Linked DNA regions of Mus musculus: all the other regions are linked to region 3. The links are chromatin contacts, called in public Hi-C, HiCAR-type, HiChIP or PLAC-seq and promoter capture Hi-C maps. All regions are on one chromosome and are shown on one strand. Each heading gives the region's core, a stretch centred on a gene start, on an enhancer-like site or on the middle of the called end of the contact. The rest is flanking DNA. Distances are from core to core; before and after follow the strand shown.

Region 1 (2,700 bases), core at 85-2,584, 1.7 Mb after region 3:
TTCTTCGAGAGCCTGTTCTTCAGCACTGTTTTCTTCCTTCTTTCTCTTCAACTCTTGCCTGTCTTCCATTTCCTTATAGTACTTGAGAGCAGCCCCATCAAAATCAGGCTCATCAGTCAGGGCAACAGCAGCAGCCTGCTTTACAGACTTGGGCTTGGTTTTGGTTAATTTTGCTTTTGGAGTCATTTCTTTCTTTACAGCACCATCCTTGGCTGTGAGGAGGTGACGGATTTCAGAGGACAGTTTCTGATCCACAACCGACAGCTTGTTGATCAGATTTCTGTAGGTAACAAGCCTTTCTATAACAGGATGTCCATGTGCAGGGACTCTCCGGGCTTTTAAGATCAAATAAAAGCTAATGTTGGCGCAATAGTTCAAGTAGAGATTATACTTAGTCTTCAGGTATTCGCTTCCTCTTCCAGTTGGAATGACCCCTTTCTCCACCAACTGTAACAAGGGTTCTAACTCATCCTTCACCTCTGTCAACTTGGCTTGGAGGTCTTCTATGAGCTCTAAGAGCTCTGGTGATTCTTTCTTCAACATTTTCAGCTTCTCTTTTACCGAGACTTTAGCCAAATCCTTCACAACCCTTGTCTCAGCTTCGTCTACCTGGGGCACCGGCTTTGCAAAGGCCTCCACCCAAGCGACTCCAAAATCATCCTCTTGCAGGGCTTGGGCCAAGCGCCGCTGAATTATCTGTGCCTCCTCCTCTTCTTCTCTTTCCTCCTCTTCTACTTCTTGCTGACTCTGACGGCCTCGGGATTTGGAACCATAGTCCGTATCGTAATAAAGCTTTTTTCTCTGACCCCAGGACAAGCTAGGGTCCACAGAGGCCTCAGCCTCACTCTGCACGGAGCTTCCGCCGTCATCATCCTCTCCAACCTCCTCCTCCTCCGAACTCTCTCCATCTTCGTCATCTCCATCATCAATATCTAGAGGTAGCACCTCTTCCTCCTCATCGCCATCCTCCTCCCCACTCTCGACTTCGTTCCAGCCCTTGGCCAGGACTGCCCGAGATCGCGCTTCATGGAACTCATCTACCTGGTCTTGGTAGTAGCTGGAGTCCCCTGGAGAGGGCGGCAACCCCAAGTCGTCCTCATTTTCGTCCGTGGCGGTGAGACCTGCCTGGGCCCGCACGGCGGCCCACTGAGCCGCTCCACGCCGCCGTGATTTCTTCACCATGGCTCACCAGCGGTCCCGGGTTCCCAAGCGACGCCGCGATTTCCGCCACTTCTGACCTCCGCCCAGAATGATGCCGGCAAGCGGAGGCTTTCAGCACCAGCACGCTCCGCGAACCCAAGTCGGTGACCACCGGAGCAGAGAGTCTGGGAAAGGCCTGTTTCCTTCCGCTCCCAGGGTGCTCTCCGCGCAGCGCGCGCGCCTAAACTTCCGCTCCCCCCCCCCCCCCCAGCGTAATCCCGCCGCCGTGTCTTTTTAAAAACCAGTCGGTTCCGGCGAATGAAAACTTCCGGGTAGGAACGCTAGGCCAAGGATATTTCCGTTCCGCGGATCCTTTTGTGGCTACTTCCGAGCTCTCTCTCTCTCTGGTGACTTCCGGCGTGAAGCCGGAATCCCGCCAGGGACGCCGCGAGACAGCCCGCGGCCGACAGAGGGCGCGGGGCATCTACGTTCCCACGCGTCGGCAGGGCGCCCACTGGGCCACGCTAGATAGTTGCCCAGCTCACGGTTTCGTGTTCTCCGTTTGCCAGAGTGGAAGTTAGTCAGGGTTTTGTTTGTGTTTTGTTTAGTTTTGTTTTTTGTCTGTCTTGACTTCTGAAGCCGGGACTCGCCATGTTGTCAGCCTCAGCCTCCCGGATTGGTGCTTTTCTCTGTTTTTGCCTGGGAGTTGCTACCGTAGGCGCCGCGTTTCCGGGCCCCGCGCGGCGAGTCTCTGCTTTTAGGCGACCCGAGAGAGGACTTCGGGGTTTTTTGGGGACGATGTAACCGGGAAGAGTAAAAGACGCGCGGTGTCCTTCTACTGGAATAGCTTCGCTTTTCTAGACGTTCTGGAAAACTGTGAGGCTGTCAGCCGCGGACAGCCTCCTATGTATAGAATTGGGTTGCAACATTTAATGATTATTCATTGTTGTGTTCTTCAACATTGATCAAGCACCAAACTTCCGTGGCAGCGTTTTAGGCAGAGATGGGGGGGGGGAGGGGAGGGGAGAATAAAGGAAGGAAATGAGCAAAATAGATTTAACAAGGGAGGGAGGGGAGAGGAGAGAGGAGAATGAAGGAAGGAAATGAGCAAAATAGATTTAACAAGGGAGGGGAGGAGAAGAGAAAGAAGAGGGAGAGGGGAGAGAGGGAGAAGGGGAGAAGAAGTGGGGAGGAGGAAAGAGGAGGGAAGAGGAAGAAGAGGAAAAGGAAAAGAGATAAAGGCCAAAATAGGAGACCTTGTGGTTTAGGAGGGCGCACGGGTACACCAAACAGAAAACTCAGTCAAATGGGAGAAGTGACATATGGGTCTAAGAGAATCGAACTGGTGTCAAGCTTAGTAGACAGGGCTACCACCTAAGCTATCTCAAATGTATGACCTTTTATGTCAGCTTCCTTATTTAAAAGGATATACAAAGTCGTGATTATGCATACCACATGGGGTCTTGTCTTTTTTTTCTTTTTTTTTTTTTTCCATTTTTTATTAGGTATTTAGCTCATTTACATTTCCAATGCTATACCAAAAGTCCCCCTTACCCACCC
Region 2 (2,700 bases), core at 121-2,620, 1.6 Mb after region 3:
CGGCAAGCTGTTGACCAAAGGAAAAAAAAAACCAAAACCTTTTATTCTTTGATTAAATAGAATAATTTATGATCTGCTAAGACATAATTTCCAGGCTTGACTATCCTTAGGACTCTATAGCTAAGGGAAGCTATCCATCACCCACTAAAATTTTCCCTATCATCCAGATATATGGTGCACACCTGTAACCCCAGCATTCTGAAGGCTGGGGCTACTAAGCTCTCTTTAGCTTCAGCTACAAAATGGGATTCTATCTCAGAAAAATAATTGTCCTAATGAGGAACATAGGAGAAATATCTCTCAAGTAGGTAAAATAAAAATAAAAACCACCCAATATTGCTTCTTTAAATGTGAATACATTGTTCTGAGTGTGTGCCCGTGTTGTGTGTGTGTCTTGTGTACACGGGCGCACAGGCCAAAGGTTCATACTGAGAGTCTTCCTTTAGGTCTCTCTCCCTTACTCTTGAGGCAAGGTCTCTCACTGAACCTGAAGCTAACATTTTGGCTTAGAATGGCTACCAGTGAGGCCCTAGGACTTGCCGTGTCCAGCCCCGAGGGCTCAGGCCACAAACACAGGCCACCATGCCTACCTTTTACCAGGTTCGGAGCATCCAAATTCAGGTCCTCATGCCTACACAGCAAGCACACCATGCACTCGGGGACCTTGCCTGCTCTGTGACCTTCTTCCTACACTTCAACACTACGAGTGTTTACTTCAAGGGCATTTCCATGGCTACCTTCTAAACACATCTAGGAAGAATGCTTCTAAAATGTTCAGAGTGAGGTCCTGTCTCAAAAACAAATGATCAGAAGACAGTGACACACTGCCTAAACAGGGGTTCATAAGGTATTACTTGCTGTCATGGGAGTTGTGTTATGAACCCTCCAAAAGATCTTTTACAGGTAATTCCAGCACTTAGGAAGCTAAGGCAGGGGTTTAAGTTTAAGGACAGAGTGGGCTAAACAAGACTATTTAAAAAAGATGCAAAATTAATATATTATCTATCTATCTATCCATCTATCTATGTTCTCAAGAAAAACTAATTAGCATGTTCCCAATTAGTGCACTGAATTTATTTAAACCAAGTTTATCTCACTGTACATAAATAGGCAATTAGAAACAGCAAATGAGCTTTGCAATCTGGATCACTGTACTTAGATCTTGATGGAAACATTCTATTAAACACAGGCTAAGCTACAGATTTCACCTCCTAAGCAGATTTCAAACGTGGGTTTCTCTTCTTGTTCTATGGACTTTCCTGAGAGCTTTCACATTTGTATTCTTTCCTAATCTCCAGAGTCATTGTAGGGCTGAAAGAGGAAGTCTGAGCACCCTCCTCTGCAGCCAGTGGGGGACCCGGGCTTTCTCAGAGGTCAAGTGAGCAAGTGAGTCAGGCGCACATGACAGTAAGTGGCTCATCTCAGAAGCAGGGCCACTGGGTCCTGGCCAGTGCTGCTGTGTCAGCCATATTCTAGAGCAAAGACTGGTCAGGCAGGGGTCAGAGCTGTGTTCCAGAGAAAGCTCTGTCTAAAGAGGTGGTGGTAAGGTGTCTTTGTCTAGTTGCACCACATCAACAGTGGCCTAAATGCTTACTGAATCCTGAGTATCATGCTGTATGTTAAATACTCCAGGCTGCTCACACAATTGCCTGGCAGCACAGCTATATAACTGCAGTGGGAAAATCAGGTCCTGAACACCCAGCCCGGACAAGCAGTTCTTTTCTATAGCAGTTCTCATCTGAAAAGTCAAACCCTTCATGTCCAAGGTGATAGGAGTGATCAGTCTCTTAAGTGTAAAATATTAACTTTTACAGGTCAAATAATTTCCAAAACACTTACTTCTTCTGTCAATTTAGTGTTGGATTTTTCTAACAGATCTACTTTTGTCTGAAGGTTGTTTACAGTTGCACTATTGAGAGAAGAAAACAAAATGTTAAGTTTCTTTTGAAAAACAGGAAAACGGCCTGCACTTGCCTTCCTAACCCCACCACACTTAGCAGTCTATATCAACTATCTAATAGTTTAAGTAGTACTTATTAATTAGAGTGGGTTTATGATTATTCATATATGCATACATACAACATGTTTTGATCATCTCTGGATTCTAATACTCTCTTTAATGCACCCAATTTCTGCCAGACTTGTTTGCTCTCAGACAGCATACAAAGAACTGTGCCCTTCGATGCTGTGTCCTCGGCATGGGAGGCTGTACTCAGTACTTGTTCTGTGAAATCACCGAGTGAGTGTGATATGATGCGTTCTAAGCTCTCCCTAGCGACCCGAGACATCACAGCCTATGCATACAGCAGTTACTCCTGCGGTGTCTCACTGCACTCTGTTGTTAACCTGTCTCAACAGCATTAGTCAGGTGTCTGTAACTCACATGGAGACAGACACAGAAAGGTAAGAAGAGTAGAGCTCGTACTGGAGTGTCAAATATCACCACAACTTAGCTTGGCTGATGTCGTCACAGAGTTTTACGGCCATGTTTACTTCTTGATTCCCCAGAGAAAATTGACTTAAAATTGTTCTTGAATTTGCTAGCTGGAACTAAGACTACTCAAAATTTACATTGATACTGTGAAAGGTTGCTAGGAATGAAGAAAGGAAATAAAAGGGTCCTTTGTCACCATCCTTTCTGTAGGTACCATCTGAAGTATGAATGTCAATATGCTAGCTTCCTCTGAGACGAAAGACATC
Region 3 (2,700 bases), core at 43-2,542:
TAGAAAAAAATTGTTAAAGATTTTAATAACTGCTTGAAATTTTTGGTTTAGGGTTTGTGAACAATAGATCTACAAATAACAGGCTTATTTATTACACATAATAAATTTACCTACTTTCCCAGTGTTGAGAATTAATTCTAGGTTCTCATGTATGGTAAGTTGGGACTTGGGGGAGTTGTTTTTAAGTAACTTCTCTGGCTTAAGGCCATCTTGGAAGGGCCTACTGGATATTAACAGTTTTATGGAAATACGGTGGTTTCTTAAACTAGCAAGAGATAAGTGAGCTGTTTTTAAAAGGGATTATGCTATGGGAACTAAAGGCAGGTTACCCAAGTTTCAGAAAATACGCTATCTGACAGCTTTGGTAGGTGTTCAATAAAGTAGAGGACAGTGTCCACAGTTTGGCTTTACCAAACATGGGAGAGGTTTCTAAAAACTCAATTCACTTTGGCCTACCCTAGGAGTGGGCACTTCGTTGTTCCATTTATTTTCTGTTGACAGGAACACGAATGTGAAAAACACACAGTTGTTAAAAGCCCTGTGCATTCCATTTAACCGTTGAAGCAAAATTGTGCTGTTGATGGAATTCATTTTGTAAAATGAAAAATAGTATTTTTCCCTGCTCCTTATTATGATGGTGATTCTTCTTCTTATTTATTTATTTCGTTTTTTTCTTTTCTTTTTTTTTTTTTGGTTTTTCGAGACAGGGTTTCTCTTTATAGCCCTGGCTGTCCTGGAACTCACTCAGTAGACCAGGCTGGCCTCGAACTCAGAAATTCGCCTGCCTCTGCCTCCCAAGTGCTGGGATTAAAGGCGTGCGCCACCACTCGGCATTTCTGCATTCTGTTTATAAAGGAATACAGAATGCTAACCGGAACAGATAAAGACATTTAGGTCTTATTATAAAGTAGAGCTGCCTAGGGGGATAAAGGACGCAGACTTAACACTGACCGAGCCAGAAACACTATTCCCAAAGTAGGTGTTTCAGCAGTGCGTAGAGAAAACGGAGATAGATGCTGCGCGCCTTGGGCGGAAACAGCCGAGTCACAAAAAGTACTCAAGCCACAATTTCCTTGAGTGGAAACTGAAACTCAACAGCAAGGCAGTTTGCTCGCCCCGCCTACCCCTGCAGTTCCGGTTCCCGCTCTGAACTCCACCCCAGCAAGGAAAGGAGTTAAGAGAGCCTCAAGCGGCTCATTGCCGCGTGGGAAAGGCGGAGTCTTACGTCATCTCTAGCGCGACACTGGACAGGGCTTTCGGCTGGGAAGGTCAGGCGTGGCCTCGGGTTCGCGCATGCGCGCAACCTCCTGGTGCTAGTGCTCTAGTTGGCCGCCCGCTCCGTGTAACCATGCTGTGCCGGTCGTGTGCCGGGTGGCTCAGGTCGCTGCCCACCCTGCGGCTCCCGGCACCGGGATCACCGCCCGCCTGGAGCAGCGCGCGGCTCCCAGCCCTTCCGGTATGGGCAGCCGCTTCGGTGTCTGCGGCCTCTCCAGGTGGCTGGTATGAGGCCCTGGCAGCGTCGGCGCCGGTGCGCACCGCGGAGGAAGTGCTGCTGGGCGCGCAGGAGGCTACCGGCCTCCCCTGGTGGAGCAACATCATACTCAGCACCGTTGCCCTGCGCGGTGCTGTCACTCTGCCCCTGGCCGCCTATCAGCACTACATCCTGGCTAAGGTGAGGGGCGTCGGTCCCCGTGCTGCCTGCCTGCTAGTGTTAACATGGAGGCTAAAATAATTTAGTTAGCATTGCATGTTAAATGATGGTTGGTGACTCGAGTACCTTCCAGTTCACCCGACCTACCAAGTATTTATTCGAAATACAAGTGCCTCCCAAATGTTCGGTTGAGACCAATATTCAGAAGAAATGGCACGGAGGAACCTGAAACATTAGGGTCATAAACATTTTAAGAGTCTGCAGCATCATTTGTCACTATTGATACTGCTCTTTATTACTAGAAAGGTATCACTAAGTTAGCAGTTTCCAGACATGAATTCTTCCTCTGGGCCTACCACCTACTACCCTGTATCTGATGGATTGAAACTTCGAGTTGGCTTTTTAGGAACTCTGTTCAGTGGAATTGGTATAACGTTACCTCCCCCATGGCTGTGCCTGGGGGTGGGGGTGGGGTAAGTCAAGATTTTAATTTGAGTCACAGAGGATTGCCAGGAAGGGAGCAGCAGCATTGAGCCAGGAAGCATTCACAGTGAGGTGTTAACACTGGAATGCTGTTTTCTCTCTCCTGGGAAATGTAGGGATGGAACAGTAAGAACCAGGATGCAGTTTTCATTTACTCGAAATCCTATGGAGGAGGTGCTGTTAGATATGCTACATACTGGGAATCAGGATTTCAGGTTATGCACAGCCAGAAACAGAAAACATCAGGTACCCATAACCAAGAAGTTGCAGTTGGTTTAACTCAGTATGGTTGCCAAGATCACGCAGATAGATGTACAGGCAAGGAATTTAAATCTGGGGTCAAAGATACTTTAAGCAAACTAATATCTAATAGAGTTTTCTTAAATGTTTTCGATTACAAGTGTGATCAGTAAACAACATTTGTATATGGTCTAGGGAACAGAGACTAGAACTGTGAGTTTGGTTGTCCTGACCAAATGCTGAGTGGGGGAGGAAAGGGATTATGTGGTTTGTAGGTTATATAGTCTATTGTGGAGGCATTACAGAGCAGGGACAGCAGCAGAGTC
Region 4 (2,700 bases), core at 71-2,570, 1.5 Mb after region 3:
ACCGAAGAAAAGAGGAAGAACCTCTTCTACACATCTCGGGTATAAAAGGAACAAGCCGGTCAGGTTTTCTATTCTTTCCTTCTTGGACAGAAATATGTTTTCATTTGTGAAATACCTGGTTTTCTTAAATCTAAAAGGAGTCCAGAGTAAACAAGCCAAAGTTTAAGCCCAACCATCTTAAATGTCTCAAAGGTAACTTATCAGAACGTAACCTTTCAAAAGTCTGTACTGGGGCTGGAGAGATGGCTTATGGGTCTAGAGTGCTGGCTGCTCTTTCAGAGGACCCAGGTTCAACTCCCACCACCTGCATGATGGCTCACTGCTGTCTCTAACTCCAGGGCCAGGGGATCCGATGCCCTTGTCTGGTCTCCGTGGCCACACCCATATATTAATACATTAAACTAATAATAAAAAAGTCCGTATTGTTTTAAGATGAATACCATAGGATGACTGCCATTACATAGTTAACTTAAAAAAAAAAGTTTTAGAGCTGGCACTGGGATAAAGGTGAAACAGTGGAAAATGTAGGCGGTTTCTTTACTTCTGGAAGTTGAACAAGAATTGAATTTCAAAAACTTTGAAATATGTTAAGATTTTCCACGATAGAGAGCCCTATATTGGTCTCCTCACCCCCACGAGGAGGTTGGGGTGATCTAAGCGATTACCCTGCCACGGAACTACACTACCCAGTCACAGAGATGCCTCCTAACCCCACCCCCGCCACAACCAATCAGCCTCTCCTTCATATTTTTACTCTAAGAACTCCCATTTGTCTTTAGTTTTTTATTTTTATTTTTTTACCTTTGACAGGTCCTTGCCACATAGGAGAAAACTGCACAACCACTCATGTATTTATTTGCAAATCTCTACACCTTCACTTGTGACTATATTGTCTAAGGAAGGCTTTATTTTATATAATATATGATAAATATTATATACATATCTCACATATACTATAAAATCAGTGCTTCCGTTCAAAACAAAGTTGGCCTTCTGCACGAATTTTGAGGTTGGGGTATCAACGCCCCCTCAGCGTCGTCCCAAAACGTTTTAGAGCTAGGTAACCCATTCCTTCCGGAAACTTCGCCGGGCCTCGGTGACCCGCAGACCTCAGCTCTAACCTGAGCAGGAGAGCCTGGGACAACTTCCACTCTGGAGGCGCTCAGGTCACCCCACCCACACCCTTACCGGCGGGAAAGCCCCGCCCCGAGGGCGGAGCCTGGGCGGGGCCGCTCGCTCACCTCCGCCTCCGAGCCTCGTCTCAGCCCCGGGTGCGCGCGGCGCATGTGCCCGGTGCCCCCTCCCCCGCCCTGGATTCCACTTCCCCTCCGCTCGCGCCACAGCGGCCACCTCCAGGCCCCGCGCCGCCTCCGGAGCCGATGGCCGGGACGCGCTGGGTGCTAGGCGCGTTGCTCCGGGGCTGCGGCTGCAACTGCAGCAGCTGCCGGCGGACCGGCGCCGCCTGCCTGCCTTTCTACTCCGCCGCCGGCACCTTCCCGTCGGGCGTCTCTGGCCGCCGCCGCCTGCTGCTACTCCTCGGGGCCGCCGCGGCCGCCGCTTCGCAGACGCGGGGCCTGCAGCTCGGGCCTGCGGCCGCCGGGAGGCTGGCGGGTCCCATCCCTGCCCGTCCCTCCGCCGCCGCGGCCGCCGCCGCGTCCTACTCGGCCCTGCGCGCCCCGCTGTTTCCGCGATCGCTGGCAGCCGCCGCGGGCCCGGCGCGGGGTTACAGTCAGGTACGTGGCGCCGCGCGCGGGACCCTCGGCGGCCGCGCGCCCGCGTCGGTCTGTCCGCGAGCGCCCCGCGTGCGCGCCCGGGGATCCGCGGCACGCACCGCACCCCCGCCTCCCTCCCGCTCCGTCCTCCTATTGGGCACGGGAACAAGGGACGCTCTCACGGCCCCGGCTCTTCTTGTTTTGTTCCCTCCGAGTCTGGGCGGTTGGGCAGTGTAAGTGTGGCTGGGGTGAATGTAGAGGCCTTGTTTCCCGCCGGGCCCATGGTAGGTTTTGGGGGCGCCGCCGACGCCCCCCACCCCGACTCCCCCCTAGCCTTATGCCCGCTGGAGGTGAAGCTGAGCGGCCAGAGCCCGCGGAGGGTCGGGGCCGGCCGTGCGTGCGGTGGGAGCGGTAGGCCGGGCGGCTCGGGCCTCCTCGGCCGGCCACCGACGCGCAGCCCCGCGCGCACGGGAGCGTGGGCTAGCCTGGGACAGCCCCCGCGCGTCCCTCTCCCTTGTCCGCGGGGAGAGGCGGGCGGTCCACCTGACTGAAGGTCACCTCTGCAAGTCCACTCGCCTTGACAGAAGGACCTTTGGTGCAGCGGGGCTCTGCGGACGCGGAGAGCTGTGGGGAGACCGTGGGAAACTGGGAGAGAACGTGTGTGTGTGGGGCGGGGGCGTCCGTGGGTGAGGACTTGGGGGCTTCGGTTGTCACTCCACGATCTTTTCCCTTGTTTCCCGTCTTTTCAGAAAGACATTGTAAGAATTCATATTGCAAATATTTGGTCCTCTGTATATGTGGGACATTTCTCTTTTGCGGTTTATGTGGCATCTGGGAAGTGTCTACCTAACCTGGTAACGCCACTGGCCATGTTTATCTTAATTTAGTTTTGCGTCTGCTTGAATTAGTGATATCTGGGTGGTTCATCTGCATGGCTGATGTCTGCCAGTAGCTGAGCTAATTGATTTGAATCCCGGCCCAATACTTT
Region 5 (2,700 bases), core at 127-2,626, 1.8 Mb before region 3:
GCTCCCTACCTCCGAGGGCTGAGATTAGAGGGCTGTGCCACAACCATCATGCCTTAGTGTATAAATTGTTGGATGTGGGGCCCAGGGCTTTGTGCAGTCCAAGCAAGCATGCCATCACTGAACTACCCTATTTCCCAAAGGAACTTGTACTTCTTGACTACCCTCTAGTTCCTTTACAGTTATTTCCAACTTTTAAATATTTTCTCAAGCAACACCTGTTCACCATTTTTATAGCCTTTGTCCTTTCAGTTCCCATGTATACCACTAATTTTGCTACTCAACTGTTTATTTTTTGTAAAACTGGAAAAAAGTAAAATATGAGGTTCCCACCCTAATAAACCTGTTTGTACATAAAAGTTCACATGAATGTCTAGAGAGATGGCTCAGTGGCCAAGCACACCTGTCACTCTTCCTGAGGACCCACGGCAATCAGAAACCAACTGTAACTCCAGTTCCAGGGGGTCTTGACGCCCTCTTTTACCTCTGTGGGCACCAAGCACGCTCACAGTGCACAGACATACAAGCAGGCAGAACACTCATAAATATTTTTCTATTTAAACCTCATGGGGTTTGTTACAATCTAGAGTAAAGCGATGGGAATTATCTTCAAGTTGGTCACAGCTCATTGCTACATTATAACTCACATCTTGGGTTATCCAAAAACAACCCCCCCCCAAAAAAACAAAACAAAACAAAACAAAACAAAAAAACCAAAAACCCATACCCTGTTTCCAGAGGTGGTTCTCAAAATTGTAGGTTCGGGAACTCGATTTTAAGCAGTTTGGTGAATGATGGTAACTGAGCACCGGGAGATTAATGCAGTACCGAACTAAGAAAAATTATAAAACAATTGCTCTTACACCTTACTATGCAAGAATAACCCCTGGGTGCTGGCTAGGCATATACGTGTCTGTTATCAAGGATACTTTCCTGGATCGAGCTATTAAAAAAAAAAACATATTTAGTTGAGTACAAATTGTGTGGCTATAGGTGAATACAAGTAAAACTATTTGGCCTTACAATCTCAGTCCCTTAATAAGGAGGGATAAAGCATTTCCCGGCTTCTCGTACGACGTCAGCATATGCTTGGTAATGGTCTTCCGATCTTGCCCTGTCGTGGCTAATCTAGTCTTCAAGCTGAAGGCAAGCTTTAAGCTCCAGCTTGCGCCGCTTGCAGTCAGCACCTACCTTTCTTGCTTTCTGGTCCTCTCTGGGCTCCACCCCAAATCTTTCCCTACCAGGCTGGCGTCCCAGGGTCCTTTTTCCTGTCAGGTCTGTCAACAGATCTCATCCCACCAATTTCGGCTAAATAAACTACTAGGCTCTTCCGGTCCACCGCCCGGAACCGAAAGGAAGCGAGGAATCGCGGCTGGGCGGAACCTCCCCGGGTGGGGCCCGCGCCCCGCAGCGCCCCGCCGCGCCGCGGGCGGGCAAGCTGGGAAATCTCATGGTCTCCTCAGTCCCAGCGAACCGTCACCTTGGCTCTCCTCGTGGCCACTGGGGCAACCTGCGGTCCCCTGAGAGCAGAGGTCTCCTGGCGCCGGCAGAAAGGTCCCTACAAACTTAAGACCGTAGGTGTGGGGACGAGGCCGTCAGCTGAGCGAACCTGCGAGCTCCAGGTGAAGGGGCGGGGCGGGGTGGCACAGAGCCAATCACAACGCCTGACGACAGGCCTCAGCCAATCAGGATCAGGGAGGCTCCGCCGTAGGCGGGGCGGGACCAGGCGGGTGAGAGCCGCCCCTTGCAGCTAGGGTGGCCAACGCCTTCGCCTAGGGCTACTTGGCGAGGTGCTGCTTCCCTGAGCTGAGCGACCCGAGGGCTTTCGGCCGGCGGTGCTCTGTTTTCCTCAGTTCGTTTCTCTGCAGCTGTTGTCCTTGACAGGTGCTTGTGTCTTTGCCTGTCGCAGACGCATTCTGACTCGGGCCCTTTCTCTCTCTCTGGAGACTGCCTATGGCTGGGGACCGAGTGAGGTCGTTGCCTTGACGACGGCAGCATGCGGCCCGTAGTCCTCGGAAGTGTGAGCTTGCGGAGGGCAGAAGCCAATCTGCCTCCCTGCCTGCTTCACCTAGGACCGGTAATTGCGTCCGCAGAGGAAATCCCAATACTGGGATTGCTAGTGTGCTAGCTAGTCAGCATCTTTTTAGATCTGCTAGCGAGATGCATATCACCTTAAATTTGTTTCCAAGTTGAAAACCTTTGGCTCTTTCCATGTGAAGGGTTTGGAAGAAATAGTAAGTATAATACTTTGTAAAAACCCAGTTATTTCGTTCTTTTATGTATAAGAAATTTCAGTTTGATTTTAACCAAAGAACATTGGTAGTATTTGAACAGTATGCTTGTATGGCACATATCCTAAATTATTATAGTGCCATCGCACCAGACTTCTTTTTTGTATGCCACGTGCTACCCATAGATTTAAGAGTGAGAAGGCAAGAAACTGATGGGTTATAAGTTACTGAGGAAACAAGGCATATTTTAGGCCATGATATTCTTAAGGTATTTTAGACAGTCCCACTTGAACAAGTAGGTGTGCTCTATGTAGTGTGTCTACATGGTTGGGAAAATAAATTTGGATTAGTTCACTTGTATAATACTAGGTTATAATATGTTTCAGAACCTTTTAGACATGATTAAGGTCATTTTTATTTGGTTCATTTTGCATCTTTAAATATCTAGGATGCCAATTACAATATGTTTAAA
Region 6 (2,700 bases), core at 165-2,664, 1.7 Mb before region 3:
CTCATGCGGAGAACAGCTGGCACGTCTACGGTTCTGGAGCTACAATTACTTTGACATATACAGGAGGCAATAATCAGACTTCTCAACATTTCTAAGCTAGTTCAATATTGTTTTGGGACATGGTAGCACATAGGTTCTTTTTATTTCCCTGCCTAGTAAAGTAACTAGATCTTTCCCTAGTAATAACAGTGCTTCACAAAAGCTGCGAACATCCTAAGTATGCTTATTAAATCCTATTAGACCCTTCCTAGGGTGTCACAGGAATGGCTAAACACTAAATTAGAATCCTCAAACTCACACAGCTAAATAATCCTTGATCTGAACATGTAGTTTACAGTGAACCACTCCACCTCATCTATTTCTAAAAAGAAGGTATGGGTATTTGAACAGAGCCCTCAGTTAGATGATGATCGACATATGAACAGTAGAGACCGTAACACAGTTAGAATGCAAACATTAGCAAAGACGAGCCTGACAATTTGTGCGTGGGGGTATTTTATTTTTGGTGGGGGTGCTATCTGGTCTTTCATTCCTTGGCACTTGAAACTTGCACATTATAAAGGGACCATTGTCAGTTCAAATTTAACAAGGTTATTTTAAAAAGACTGGGAACAAAAGCTTGTAACTGCAGACTCTGGTAGAATCATTTTTAGTAAAAAGTTAAAAGTATCTGGCTTGAGTACAGCAAAGTCTTACACATGAAATGTCAGTCCTTTTAACTTGGAATTTGGTAAACAGCGAGAGGCACATCCAATGGCCGAGCAACCTTTCACCATGTTTTTAGCAACTCCTAACACAACTGGAAGAGAATTAAAACGAGTTAGTAACTCCAGGGCTAAGCTAAAGGCATCTCCTCCCGGACAATTGCCTCCCTTCTCCCAGATCCCAACACCTGAAGTTTTGCTGATAAAATGCTCTAAGTCTTGGTATTTTGTAAGAGTGGACATAAAGTTATGCACCTTGAGGTCTGAGATTCAAACTCTGCAGGCTTCTTTATTTCTCTCATGTTCTTACGGGCCAGATTTTTCTCTCCCACAGGTCTGGTACACACTAACTCCTGCTGGCGTACTGTTTGCCATTCAACTTTCAGCTCGAGCGTCTCCTTCCCCAGGGACACCACACAGGACTGTCCTTCCAGTGTGGAAGTTGTGACCTCATCTAATGCCGTGGCGTTCTCCCCCTCCCCATTTGTGAGTTCCACGGGGGCGTGGCGTGGCTACTTGTTTTTCACTTTGCGTTCTTAAGTCCTGGGTGGGTGACAGCACAATATTTTCTAAAGGGGGCGCAGGGAAAAAAGGAGACCGGGACAGCCGCCGGCACTCGGACCTGCGCGCGCAGCCGCCGAGCCCCGCCCCCTTTCGGAGCAGCCGCGGGAGGGGCCGCTCCTCACCGGCGCCGGCGGCTCGCAGCAGCGCCCGCCAGACGACGCAGCGGTCCCCTTCGCCCGCAATCAGGGCTGGCAGCGATGCCGGGGCGGGGAAAAAGAGCCAACCTAAGACTTACTACCATTAGCAGTGACGACAGCGACTAACGTGGACGACGGACTAAGCGTCTCACTTGGCTTCCACCCCTTACACCAGGGACCGGAAATCCGGATGCTGCAGATCACGTGATTGGACCCCCCCTTCCTGACTCTGGTGGCCGCTGCTCCGAGGAGGAGCGGGTGTCCGACCGACTCTGCTTCCTTAAGGCGTGGCTTCCAAGCTGGGGGAAAGGTTCAGTGGCTGGTGAGGGGGAGGTGGTGGAGGAGGAGGAGGAGGAGATGGCGGCGACGGCGCGGGAAGATGGCGTCCGCAACCTGGCGCAGGGGCCGCGGGGCTGCGAGCACTATGACAGAGCTTGTCTCCTCAAGGTGACGACTTTAGAGGGTACCTCCTCGATGAGCTGCGGTCGGGTCTGGCAAGGGCAGGTTGGGCAGAAGCTTCAGACCGAGCTGCTTGTCAGGATACCTGCCATCTGGAGTTGGGCTCTCCTTGCAGGAAACGTTTTGGCAAGGCGAGCAGGAGCTCTGTACTCGATCGCCGCTGCAAGCCAAGTTCTTGTTTGTAAAGACTTGGCCCTTGCTTAAATTCACCTCCCTTGTGGGTTTATCCGTCATTTGCGGTTGACAGTAGAATGAGGAAGTGAAAGGGCCTTGGCATTTCTGTCAAGTGCGTATGATGCAGTGATGAAAGCATAAGCAAGGGAAGAATCAGAATATAATTTCTGTACGTGTAGGAAGTTTATAGTATGGCTTGTCAGCTTCATTTTTTTGTCTAGGAATATGCCCAGACCTGTCCAGGAGAAAATGTCTGTGTGAAGTGAGAGTTGGGTGATTGCCATTAAGTTGGATATTGGAGGAGTGCCTAATACATATATGCTGTCATTTTTCCTGCTTGAGACGTTCTAGTCATCTAGAGTTTTTAAAAATGACTCTCACACAGTTAAGACTTACCTGATTTTTTTTTTTAAGAAGCAGTTTTAATATTTTGTTGAGAAAGCCTGAGATTTGAGCTGGGGTTATAACTCAGCCTTAGAATTGAGTTTATAATGCTGAAGGCCTTGGCTTCAGTCTTCAGAAGTCGCCTCCCACTGAGAAGAAACTTTGACTCTTGGAATCCTATAGCTTTCCCTTCATAGTTTAGATTGTCCTTAACTTGCTGTGTAATTTGGAGCAAGCTACTTTTTAAAGAGCTTGCATATAAAATATACAAGTTTGGA
Region 7 (2,700 bases), core at 104-2,603, 1.9 Mb before region 3:
TGATCTTCCTGCCTCTGCTTCCCAGGTGCTGGGATTAGAGGTATGTAGCCCCGAGCCTGGCTGAGATGAGTAATACGAGCGTGTCCTTAGGGTAAACCGTCTCGTAAGTCTCACTTTCCTCATCTGTAAAGTGTGCATTCAAATAGGTAATTACGTAAGTGGGTTTTTGTGAGACATAAGTGACTTTTATAAAATACCAGTAGCGTATCTGGTCTATAAACACTGTACTTAAAAGGTAATCTGCAGAAGTAATGCATTAAGAAAAACCATCTCAGAGTCATTTAATAAATGATGGTCTGCCTATATATTTTGCATATAAAAATTATTAAGCAATCCAAAATAATGCCAGTGTAGATTTTGGAGGCTCAAGTACCAATCAGCATTGCCTTTTGTGAACCTTTTTTTTTTCTTCTTCTAGGAAATCTCTACTGTGAGGGAAAACTGAGGATGTATTTAATCCTGCATTTTGCTTGATTAAAATGTGTTCTATTCCTCTCAATTGCCCTTCCGTTCCTTTCACCGTTTCATAGCTTCATTCCCAGTTTCTTCTGCTATCTTGAAATTGAAAACATTGCTATTAGTGGCAAAGTAACATTTGGTCTACAAAGGCTTTTTTTTCCCCATGAATCAAGGTTCATGAAGCAGTGTTGTTTCCATAACTAAGTCCCAGTGGCATAGATTTATAAGTGGCTTTTTTTTTCTTTTTTAAATTTTAAGCCTTTCAGCCTTTGTTCCAGTAAGTTCCATTTAAGGATGAAGCCACCAAGGCCATACAAAAGCCCCAAGCCCATACAGCCTATGTCATACTTTCCCCATACTCCATAGCTCGGCACCCTTATTTAAAACTAGCTGTTTGACATTGATGAGAAAGACTTTTAAACCTCCATTTCCTAAAACAGGCTAATTAAGCAATACAGGTGAGCTCACTGTGCAGAGTTCAAAACTGCATTTTAATGCTCCGATAACGCAGCAACCAGGACCATTACTAAATTTGCTCCCTCTTATCACGAATAAAGGCTCCAGGAATAACCGTTTGTAAAAGCCACTGGTTAGCGGCGAGCCATCTTTTTTGTTCGCGCCACCTGAGAGGACAGGGAGGCTTCAGCATCACTGCAAGAGAAAGGCAGCTTCCTTGTGACGTCAAATCAGCGGGCTCTCGCCCCGACTTTAGGCCGGTTCCGGTTCCCTGGCTTTCCGGACGCCCGAGCGAGCGAGCGAGCGAGCGCGGCGCCGTTCTGCGCGTGCTCCGCAGTGGGACGCGAGAAGGTTGGGTCTAGCTCTCCAAACTGATGCCTGATTGGCTGGCGCTGTGCTGGGGGGTTCCCTAGCCCTTTCCGCAGGGGTAAAACAATAAGAGGGGGCGGCGGCAAAGGGGGCGGGACGTCCGTGTTCTTGGAGCTCGTTGCAGCTCTAGGCTCTCGGGAAGAGGTGGCTGTGAGGGGCCCCGAGCTCGCGGCTCTCCGGATTCCGAAGCCTCGGGTTGCTTCGAGGGAGGAGAATCTGCTGCGGCCGATCCCGCGACACTACTGACCTCCGCGCGACGTGCCCGCCGCCGCTGTTGGTTGGAGGTGTGTACGGGGGCCGAGAGGGGCGGTCGGTGTGGTGGTCGGCAGGGGACATTTCCCTCCGCTCCGCGGCTCGCGGCAACCGTCCGGTGTGTGCGCTTGGTGTCGGGGTTGGTGCGGCGGAAACATTGTTCTCGCCGGCTGCCTACGCCAGCAAGAGTGCGTGCGTGCGTGCAGAGCCGAGCCTTTCCTGCAAGGTGAGCGGAAGGCTGCGTGGGGAGGAGGATGACCTGCGCGCGTGGTGCAGAGGAGGGCACAGGTGGGGCTGGGGATTGCTAGGATGAAGCAGCCCGGGGGTACCCTGTCCGCCGCCAGCTCCCAGAGCGCGCCAACGGGCGCCAAGCCGCGAAGCGGGGCAGTGGGCTCCTGCAGAGGCGGTTTCAGGGTAGGAAGCCCACCCGCCTGGTTCCTCCGCTCGCCGGCGGCCCTAGTTCCCGGTCGTCGCCCCGCCCGTGGGGGAGGGGAAGGAGGCCGTGTCGGCGGAGGCAGAAGCAACGCAGATGCGAAAGTAGCGGCCTCCGGGCACCATTTCTGTGCCCGGAAACTGAATCCGGGGTTGAAGGTGGCCGCCGCTCCACTTGCCGGGTGCTCGGCGTTTCCCCCCGCCCTCCCCGGATTATCCCGAACGTGTTCGGATACTGGGACTGTAACGTGCGTCTCCTACGTCCTTTTTCTGCAGACAATCTCTCCTGTTACCCAGGAATAAAAAGGACGTTTCAGTGCTTTGGGAATGGGCTTTTCTCCCCCTGCTATTCTTTGGGGTAGGACAAGGGGAGAAGAACGTAAGTTTCCCTAAATGGTGTGGATTTCGTTAGTGGAGTCTGATTGAGGTTTTCCTGCGTCTCTAAGGGCAGATTTATTTAGGTACCCCTGTGGTGCTTTGGGGGGGGGGGGGGGCTGTAGGGTCGTGTTCACAATTTCTACTCCCAAGATATAACTAGTTTTAAACCAAAGCACAAAAAACATTGAGGAGATGCCTTTTGCTTCTTAAAAACAAAACACGTGCAGCAAATCTGAATCAAGGAAAATTGCCCCCTTCTCTCCGGGTGTGATTGTTGTGCAGTTGATTAGCTTAAGGTTTCTGGTTTTTAGATTCTAGACACTATACCTCGCTTGTTCCAAGTACCTAGGCAGG

What was found. Promoter capture Hi-C pulls out the DNA fragments that hold promoters and counts their contacts. Hi-C and Micro-C count contacts between places; a contact is called where the count stands out from the background. HiCAR-type assays count read pairs that join an accessible place to other places. HiChIP or PLAC-seq counts read pairs in DNA pulled down with a chosen protein or histone mark.
Region 1: a promoter capture Hi-C map of pre-B cells shows a contact between it and region 3, with 5 times the contacts expected there. The contact joins the promoter of Utp3 here to the promoter of Cox18 in region 3. A contact is called at or near these places in 3 of 39 promoter capture datasets (embryonic stem cells, hippocampal neurons and pre-B cells), 4 of 484 Hi-C or Micro-C datasets (CD4 T cells, CD8 T cells, muscle stem cells and 1 more), 3 of 115 datasets of contacts at active chromatin or transcription factors (astrocytes, embryonic stem cells and thymic regulatory T cells) and 2 of 9 other capture datasets (adipose tissue and liver).
Region 2: a contact with region 3 is called in an H3K27ac HiChIP or PLAC-seq map of bone marrow-derived dendritic cells, with 15 times the contacts expected there. The contact joins the enhancer-like site here to the promoter of Cox18 in region 3. A contact is called at or near these places in 2 of 39 promoter capture datasets (second pharyngeal arch cranial neural crest and stem cell-derived epiblast-like cells), 4 of 115 datasets of contacts at active chromatin or transcription factors (astrocytes, bone marrow-derived dendritic cells and embryonic stem cells) and 1 of 9 other capture datasets (adipose tissue).
Region 4: a contact with region 3 is called in a HiCAR-type map of astrocytes, with 6 times the contacts expected there. The contact joins the promoter of Grsf1 here to the promoter of Cox18 in region 3. A contact is called at or near these places in 5 of 39 promoter capture datasets (the C10 cell line, cranial neural crest, embryonic stem cells and 2 more), 5 of 115 datasets of contacts at active chromatin or transcription factors (astrocytes, embryonic forebrain, embryonic stem cells and 2 more) and 2 of 9 other capture datasets (adipose tissue and liver).
Region 5: a HiCAR-type map of astrocytes shows a contact between it and region 3, with 2.9 times the contacts expected there. The contact joins the promoter of Cdkl2 here to the promoter of Cox18 in region 3. A contact is called at or near these places in 6 of 39 promoter capture datasets (the 3T3-L1 cell line, the C10 cell line, embryonic stem cells and 3 more), 1 of 115 datasets of contacts at active chromatin or transcription factors (astrocytes) and 1 of 9 other capture datasets (adipose tissue).
Region 6: a Hi-C map of muscle stem cells shows a contact between it and region 3, with 8 times the contacts expected there. The contact joins the promoter of Rchy1 here to the promoter of Cox18 in region 3. A contact is called at or near these places in 8 of 39 promoter capture datasets (the 3T3-L1 cell line, the C10 cell line, hematopoietic stem and progenitor cells and 5 more), 3 of 484 Hi-C or Micro-C datasets (B cells, CD4 T cells and muscle stem cells), 3 of 115 datasets of contacts at active chromatin or transcription factors (astrocytes, large pre-B cells and neural progenitor cells) and 2 of 9 other capture datasets (adipose tissue and liver).
Region 7: a promoter capture Hi-C map of pre-B cells shows a contact between it and region 3. The contact joins the promoter of G3bp2 here to the promoter of Cox18 in region 3. A contact is called at or near these places in 7 of 39 promoter capture datasets (the C10 cell line, hematopoietic stem and progenitor cells, hippocampal neurons and 3 more), 1 of 115 datasets of contacts at active chromatin or transcription factors (embryonic stem cells) and 1 of 9 other capture datasets (adipose tissue).

What each region holds. Positions count from the first base shown.
Region 1 is chr5:88,553,096-88,555,795 of GRCm38.p6, reverse strand. It overlaps Utp3 (UTP3 small subunit processome component), which reads right to left and starts at 1,334. Exons shown (of 1, transcript NM_023054.2): 1 at 1-1,334. The coding sequence starts at 1,182.
Region 2 is chr5:88,629,746-88,632,445 of GRCm38.p6, reverse strand. It overlaps Rufy3 (RUN and FYVE domain containing 3), which reads right to left. Exons shown (of 18, transcript NM_001289774.1): 8 at 1,840-1,909; 9 at 1-7. Among named protein-coding and RNA genes, the nearest start is that of Grsf1, 45 kb to the left of the region's middle. Within about 2 kb of position 1,370, at least 77 of the 459 cell types and tissues checked have an H3K27ac peak or open chromatin away from gene starts, as enhancers often do. A contact at or near this core is called in adipose tissue, astrocytes and bone marrow-derived dendritic cells, where this site is marked.
Region 3 is chr5:90,222,588-90,225,287 of GRCm38.p6, reverse strand. Cox18 (cytochrome c oxidase assembly protein 18) reads left to right here and starts at 1,292. Exons shown (of 6, transcript NM_001033310.3): 1 at 1,292-1,672. The coding sequence starts at 1,349.
Region 4 is chr5:88,674,791-88,677,490 of GRCm38.p6, reverse strand. Grsf1 (G-rich RNA sequence binding factor 1) reads left to right here and starts at 1,320. Exons shown (of 10, transcript NM_178700.5): 1 at 1,320-1,733. The coding sequence starts at 1,380.
Region 5 is chr5:92,041,718-92,044,417 of GRCm38.p6, reverse strand. Cdkl2 (cyclin-dependent kinase-like 2 (CDC2-related kinase)) reads left to right here and starts at 1,376. Exons shown (of 14, transcript NM_016912.2): 1 at 1,376-1,619.
Region 6 is chr5:91,961,782-91,964,481 of GRCm38.p6, reverse strand. Rchy1 (ring finger and CHY zinc finger domain containing 1) reads left to right here and starts at 1,414. Exons shown (of 9, transcript NM_026557.4): 1 at 1,414-1,852. The coding sequence starts at 1,763. It also overlaps the pseudogene Thap6.
Region 7 is chr5:92,082,397-92,085,096 of GRCm38.p6, reverse strand. It overlaps G3bp2 (GTPase activating protein (SH3 domain) binding protein 2), which reads left to right and starts at 1,353. Exons shown (of 11, transcript NM_001080795.2): 1 at 1,353-1,568. Gm46933 reads right to left here. Exons shown (of 2, transcript XM_017321256.1): 2 at 932-2,225. The coding sequence ends at 1,524.